Linked DNA regions of Zeugodacus cucurbitae: region 1 is linked to region 2. The links are chromatin contacts, called in public Hi-C maps. All regions are on one chromosome and are shown on one strand. The core of a region is the stretch at or near the end of the contact, and the rest is flanking DNA. Distances in the headings are between cores, read along the strand shown. Region 1 holds the start of Gas2l1_1 (GAS2-like protein pickled eggs). Region 2 holds the start of LOC105211790.

Evidence for each region. A called contact is a pair of places that touch in the nucleus more often than the background predicts.
Region 1: a contact with region 2 is called in a Hi-C map of whole body, with 4 times the contacts expected there. The contact joins the promoter of Gas2l1_1 here to the promoter of LOC105211790 in region 2. A contact is called at or near these places in 2 of 2 Hi-C or Micro-C datasets (both in whole body).

The regions. Positions count from the first base shown.
Region 1 is chr5:67,478,486-67,482,297 of idZeuCucr1.2, forward strand. Gas2l1_1 (GAS2-like protein pickled eggs) reads right to left here and starts at 1,862. Exons shown (of 10, transcript XM_011183414.3): 1 at 1,359-1,862. It overlaps LOC105211792 (calcyclin-binding protein), which reads left to right and starts at 2,455. Exons shown (of 3, transcript XM_011183417.3): 1 at 2,455-2,632; 2 at 2,687-2,856; 3 at 2,980-3,667. The coding sequence starts at 2,618. The coding sequence ends at 3,466.
Region 2 is chr5:67,348,907-67,352,599 of idZeuCucr1.2, forward strand. It overlaps LOC105211790, which reads right to left and starts at 2,229. Exons shown (of 6, transcript XM_011183415.3): 1 at 2,095-2,229; 2 at 1,753-1,844; 3 at 1,018-1,674; 4 at 1-942. The coding sequence starts at 2,114.

The sequences.
Region 1 (3,812 bases), core at 612-3,111, 130 kb after region 2:
TTAAAATTTGCAAAATCAATATGGCTTATTGTCGGTACGTGAAATAATAATTTTGAATTTTACGCAATGAACAGTTATTTTTCTTAATAAATGATAAATAAGACCAAAAGCTGTGCACTCTTCTTCCAATTTTATCATGTCTATATAAAGTTAGGTTAAGTCGATTTAAGCTAATTTTTAATAAATTAAATGTTTTAACAAATACGAGGTATGTTCAAAAAATAACGGGGATTTTCGAATTTACGATTTTTGAAAAAATATTTTTTCATTCGTCTACATTAATGTTGTCACCTTCAATTCGTCTCAATTCGATATTATGCACTTATGTCAGCGGTTCTTCCAATTTCCGAAACATTTCTAAAAACTCGATTTTTGGGATAGCCTTTAGCTCTTTCAGCATTATCTCGTATGCTTGTAAAACGACGACTGTTTATGGCTGTATTTATTTTTGGAAATAGGAAAAAGTTACACGGCGTCAATTGGAATTTTTAAAATTCCCGTTATTTTTTTAACACATCTCGTATATTCACGACTCAATATTGTGTTTTATCTGGAACTATAACTTATAATCGCAAGTTTCCGATTATTTTGGAATAGTGATAATGGAAAAGCCTACATTTTTACGAGAATTGAAAAAGACAGTGTCAGCTTAAATCGACATAAGCATTTTCAATATTGCTATCACAACTGAAGTAAATGAAAGCATAAAACTAAAGAATTATTTGATTTAAAAGCTTTAGGGTGCAAGCAAAAGTGAATACACTATTTTTACTAAGAAACTATTTTACGAACTAAAACAGTAAAAACACAATACAAAAGTGTGTATATTGTCGCATTGTCAGGCGAAAGAATTTTACAACATCTAGCGTCGTAATCGTGCCATTTTTATATTTATTGTATAATTTTCGCTTAATAAGTCACACAGTTCCTAAAAATTATAGTGTTTTATATGCGCTCAGCAAGAAATACAAATACATACAAAAAAAAACAACAAAACGACGATAAACAGCGACAATGACACACTGACAGAAAACATGATTAATTTTTGAACGCCGCACAACTGTTCTAATCGCTGTTATTTGTTGTTATTGTTTTTTCATTGCTTGTGCACTCATTCCTTTTTCCCAATAAGCAACACAAGAATAACAACAAAAAACTACACTGTTGGTGATAAGAAATGTTAGCAAATTAAGCGAGCGAACGAACGAGTTATGGCAGACTCGTGCTTACAAACAGATTCATACAAATAAACATACAGATGGCACCCACTCACAGCATTGTATGTATGCATGTATGTGCGAGCAAATGTGTTAATTAATAAGCACATCATCATTATTTGTATTTTTGTTTTGACAAACCTTTTCGCTTCCTCCGTTTCCTTTAACACTTTCAGGCGCTGTCTGCCAGCCTGCCTATGTGTGTGTGTGTTGTTGTTGTGCAGAAAATTACTTTCCGTTTCCGCAAATCTTTGAGTTGACAAAAAATTTATATTTTGCAAATCTTTGCAAGAAATATTCAATATTTAATATTTCACTTAATTCGTACACAATTACGTACACACACTGAATTTGTTGTTACTAATTTTAAGAATTTGAAATTGTGCTGCCTTTTATTGGCACACAGCGTGATCACTAGTAAATCCACTTGAGAAATCACAACGAAATCAATTTGCAAGGCAGTTTTATAAAACTCCTTAAAACCGTCTTGAAATCAAACTTTAATTTAAACACCAGTTAAATTTGACGAAACGACCAGGCAGGCGCAAAACTTAAATGCAAAACACCGCAAACGGAGACGAAGACGGAAACCTCGCGACGCACTATCACGTTTAACAATCGCGACGACGAGTGCATTTGTTATATTCAAACGCAAATTCAAAGATCAACATGAGGCCGCGTCGCTGCTGCGGCAAGTCTAGGCAGCGGCAATGTTGTCAACACGCACAAAAATCCCCAATGCGAATATTTGAGGGAATTGTTGGGGAGTGCAATAGGCAGTGCGGGTATTTGCTTAAATTAAATGTGTTTATAAGAATATTTTTTAAGATGATGATATTCAAAAACAACAACAATTTATTTAAGTTATTGTGCACCAAAATATGCTGGGAATATATTTATATAAATTAGACTAACATATTGAATTGTTTACTAGTGGCAGCATTGAGTTTTCAGGCAACAGCTGATCGCATGTATTTTTAGCATTGCCTGTCAAATGTTTGTTTTCGTTAATATTTGTGTTAGCTTTAACATAGTATTATTATCATGCAATTAAATTCGTTAGCTTTTATACGAAATTCTTGTGCTTTTTTAAATTTTAATGCAAAGAATATAACTTCCTCCTAGAAGTATGACACCAATTTTCTTATAACCATACAGAATTTATCGATATGTACAGACCAGACTTCATAAACGCATTCCAATCAGTGTGGCAACTTGCAGCTTACAGTTTTAATACCACTGAGTGTGGGCAATAACTTTTGGTACCCTGTTTCAAGTTCACACATTTATTCGGCATTAACAAAAAGAGTGGTTAAAAGCGAGGCGAGTGTCTTCAAAGGATTCTAATTTGAAAATTAATATTCCAACTAATATAAAATAACCATAAAACAAACTACAAAATGTCTTTCGAAGAGGTGAGTTATTTAAATTAAAACGAAAGCACTAAATACAAGGCTATCATTCCACAGTTACTACAAGACGCAGGCGAGTTAAGCAGATTTCTTGGCGAGGCTACACGTCCAAGAGTGCGAAATGTGTTATTACAAGCCAAAGCCGAGGTTGAGAAGGAAATTGTCAATTTAGAGATGAAAGAGCGCATTGCAGCCGAAAGAAAAGCAGCCGCTGCAACACCAAGAAGGTAATCAATTTTGTTATAAGCTTCTAGAAACATCTACACGCGCGATACCAGGTGTTCTGCTAGAACACTGCGCAGTGAAAGTGTACACATATGTTATTTATCACCTATTACATGCACCCACAGGTATTTAGTGGAATTGAATGAGTATGCATGGGATCAAAGTGACAAGTTTGTCAAGTTGTTCGTCACATTGGAAGGTGTCCAAAACATTGACGAATCGAATGTTGTCGCCACTTTCAATGAAAATTCAATGGTATTGCACGTTAGCGATTTGAATGGCAAAGATTACGGTTTGACGATCAACAACTTACTCGACAGCATCAATGTGGAGAAGAGTTATCGTAAAGTGAAACAAGGCATGGTCGCGATTTATTTGAAGAAATTGAATGAAGGCAAACACTGGGATCACCTAACCACCATACAAAAGCGACTGAAGCAGAAATTAGATGACGATTTGAAAGGCTCTGATGACGGCAATCCAGAGAATGCGCTTGTAAATATAATGAAGAAGATGTACAACAGCGGTGATTCGAAAACTAAGCAAATGATCGCCAAAGCGTGGACTGAAGGCCAACAAAAGGCACACCTTGGCCAAGGGCCGGAAATGTAGTGTAAAACAGTTTGAAGCATATAGTTACACCGCGCATCAATTTTTTGTTTCTTATTAAACAGTTTACAGTTACTTCGAATACGAAACAATACATTCTATTTTGCGATATTTTGTAGTACATACTAATATACAATTATTTTTATTATTTTTTTGTAATAATTTAAGTAAAAATACATAGTAACGGATATTCCAAAGTAAAAATTGTCAGTTGGTTTTATTGTTGCGTGGATTTGTGGTAAGATTTTTGAAAGTGTCAATTGTTTATTGTTTAAATTCTTGTTTTAAAAAAACATTTCGGGCAAAGTGATAATGATTGTATATAAATTTAAGCTAGAGCAAAATAAAA
Region 2 (3,693 bases), core at 979-3,478:
GACTGCTAATTGTTGACATAAATTGTGTTTCTTTTATAAACTTATTTGTGGCCGCTTGTACGCCACCCTTGAAATTTGGATTAATAAGCACTTTACTCGGGCGTAATGCTGTTGATGCTATGGGACCACAATTGTTATTTGCCGATACTTGAGACGCCTGCACACTGCTACTTGGATGCACACCACTTTGTGGCAACTGTAATGGAGCTGGGGGAGGCTGCAGTGGTTGTTGCTGTTGGGGAGGTCTAATGTTCGGGTTATTCATAAAGTTTGGCCCTAAGCCTGGTGGCGGTAAATTTGATAATGGTGGACGTGGCAAACGCATGTTCGGGCGCATGCCCATAGGTCCAGGTGTTGGTCCTATTCCTGGATTGTTGCCACCTTGCATTGGTCCGCCAGCGAGTTCCGGTCGGTACATGGCACGAGATGGATGTGCCATATGACCGAAGTTCTGACTGAAGGGTACCCCATTGCCATTATAATCTTGTGGATACATATTTGATGGATTAGGATGCCTAAAATTCATAGGCCCACCTGGACGAAATCCGGGGAATGGATGTCGTGGACGATGGGAAAGTGAGGGGTTCATGGGATCGTGTTGGTGGAGAGGAATTTGTGCATTAGGGTTTGTTGGTTGTGGTCCCATTGCTCCGGGATTTGTAGATGGCGGACCGTGTGCTGTGTTGTGTGGTGCGTAAGGTAGGGGCGGTTGTTGTAGTGGGAATTGACCTGGAATGAGGGCGGAAGGTGTGTGGGTTAGCGTTGTTGTAATGATACTTGTTCTCGCCGCGGGTAGCCCGTGCGTTGTCAATAGAAAATTACCGTGTGATGGCGGATAGCGGAGGAGTGGTCTCTGACCGTGGTAAGAGCCGCGTAGTGAATGGGGTCGCAGCAGTGGATTTCCTCCACGTTTATTATGTACGAATCGGGAGTGATGTTTTTCTAAAAATATAGTGAAGATATAATTAAAATTTTTTTAATCATTAATTACATATATTTTGTTGAATTTTTGTTTACCTGCTGATTCATTGATTCCTGTATCAAAATCACGTTCATTTGTTGTTTTTATATTTGTACGTGTTTCACGTTCTTCTTCCATATCCTCTCTGGGATCGGAAAAATCACTGGCACTTAGCGGGGCCAAACCCAAGCTCTCTTGCGAGCTTTGTATGAAGGAGGAATCAGTCATATTACCGGTGCTGCAGCTAATGACCGAAGAATGATCTACTTCAACTTCCTTACTGCTACTTGAAGTCACTTCATCGATATTGGTTGTGTTTGCCGATGAAGTCTGTGTCTGTGTTGACACTGGGGCTACCGCTTGTGTTGATTCTCTTTGAGGTTGAGATTTTGTGGGCTCTTTAAATTCTGCATTTGCTGGTGCTGAATTTTCACTAGTGGACACATCATCGGTTGTATCACCATGTTTCAAACTATTCGCAACCGAATGCGTTGCCGCAGTTGAAGTCACTTCCGTTGCATCGGCGGTGACTTGCTTCTCTGTGTCCTTGTTCGATTTTGCAGAATTTATACCTCCAACTGCGGCAATTGATTGAGCAGCACCAGCGTTGTTAGCCCCATTTTCACCTTTTTCTTGTATACGTTCTTTAACCCATTGCTCAGCCTCTGCCTTTATTTGTTGTTTAACTTCTTTTGTTACATCTTTTTCTAATTCTTCACAATGAAGAAATTAAAAATTCAATATTTTCATCAACGTGAATACATAAAAATATCTTGTAAAAAGTGACTTACCATCATCTGATAATAGTAGTTCATCCTCATCAGCCCCGTAAAGTGCTTGATCATCAATATCATCGCCCAATTCGTAATTCAATAAATCGTCGCTGGAAAAATTACAAAATAAATTTTTTTCATGAAAATTTCAACAGCTGCCATTTCAATGTGGCGAAAATCAACCCCCAACAATGAATAAATTTCAAATGATATTTTCGCATATTTACTGCAACTATCACAATATATTTCATTTTAATCACACACTATATTGTTTATATTATTGATTTTGCATTAAATATTTGTTAAATATTTCGATTTGTAGTAAATATTTACAAAATAATTCACTGAAAATTCACTTACTTCAGATTCAAGTCAGACATTTTGATAATTGAACACACAACCACGCATACACACACTTGTCCTTACTTTCTGAACACTGACAACTGGTATAGTGTTGCAACTTCTGACTTTTCGTTGACGTTTCGTAAGCAAACGTAATGTGTAAAAGAGACAACACTTTATTTAAAATTGTTGTTGTTTACTTTGCTTTACCGTGTGTAGGGTTCACAGGTTTACGTTATAGCATATGAGTGCATTATATTTATCGATTAGCTATCGATAAATCCATGCAAATGATTTTAAGAAATTGTTTAATATTATATTTAATTACCATTATTGGAATGTTTTGTAGTCAATAAAGAAATAATCAATTACGTAATTTTGTAAATGTTAAAAATGGGAAGAGAATATAATATAAACTCCAGAAAATCGTATATCTTTTGAGGTCCTCCTCCTGATAAGAAAGGTAGCTACGCACAGGTCTACCGTTGACAGACCAAAGTTTTTCATTGCAGTTTAGATTAGACTCTTATGGAAAAATATTCCAAAATATTTTAGGAAAACAGTGCCTTAATAAATTTTTTTTTTTTGAAAGTTTTTATACACCATCGGTCATACCCCATTTTAGGGGTACTCCTCACATATATGCAAAAGTATTAAACAAATAATAAAACACTTTTGTTTTGTTGTTTTTTAATTTTATATTTTTTATTTATTTATGTTTATTTTTACTGTTATAATGTATCAACCAGTGTAATTTACTTAAACTTATATACAATTAAAACTTCAATTTCAACGAATTGAAACAATTGCAAACGCCTACATGCATACATACAGACATACACACAGGCATGTGCGGTATGCAGCATGTAGAATTAATAAATTTTAGATGCATTTAAAATACATTAGTTCATATGATTTTGATATAGTACACATATATTGAAATTAATAACGGAGTTTTTGTTTGTTTAATGCTACACTTATTATGTAATGCGAAACAAAGTTAAATAACATGAAAATATTTGTAAAATTAAAGAAAAATTCAATAATTAGCATTTGTTTGCTTGCATACAAATCAAAATGTTCTTATACATATATTTATTGAATTTTTAATTCCATTTCTCTTTAAATTTACTTTGCATTAACAATTAAATATATAGTTTATTACATAAGCAAACAAACATAGTTGCTGTTATACTTATAAAACTATTTATTTGTGATTTGTGAAAAAACGTGGAAGTTTTTTAAATAAAAAAATCAATACAAATTATATACATACATTCCTTTCTTTTAGCTATAATATTACAGTGTTGTCCATATTTTTGGGTATGTTTGTAGTGAAAATTGCATAGGTCATACAACGCTTGGTAATGGTGTTTGTGAAAGAACGCCACAATGCTTTATAATTATAAATAATTAATTTATATATGATTTTAGTGGACACAATATGCAGTTTATATGTTTGGGATTACACAAGAGATTTTTTAATTTCTTAATTTTTTTCACTAAAAATACATACATATTAAGGGTATAGTATAGATACATAGTTAGATTGTAGATAACTGATCAATCTAGAATTTATAATTTATTTTATTTAGGTTTTTGTTTTTAATGTTAGTA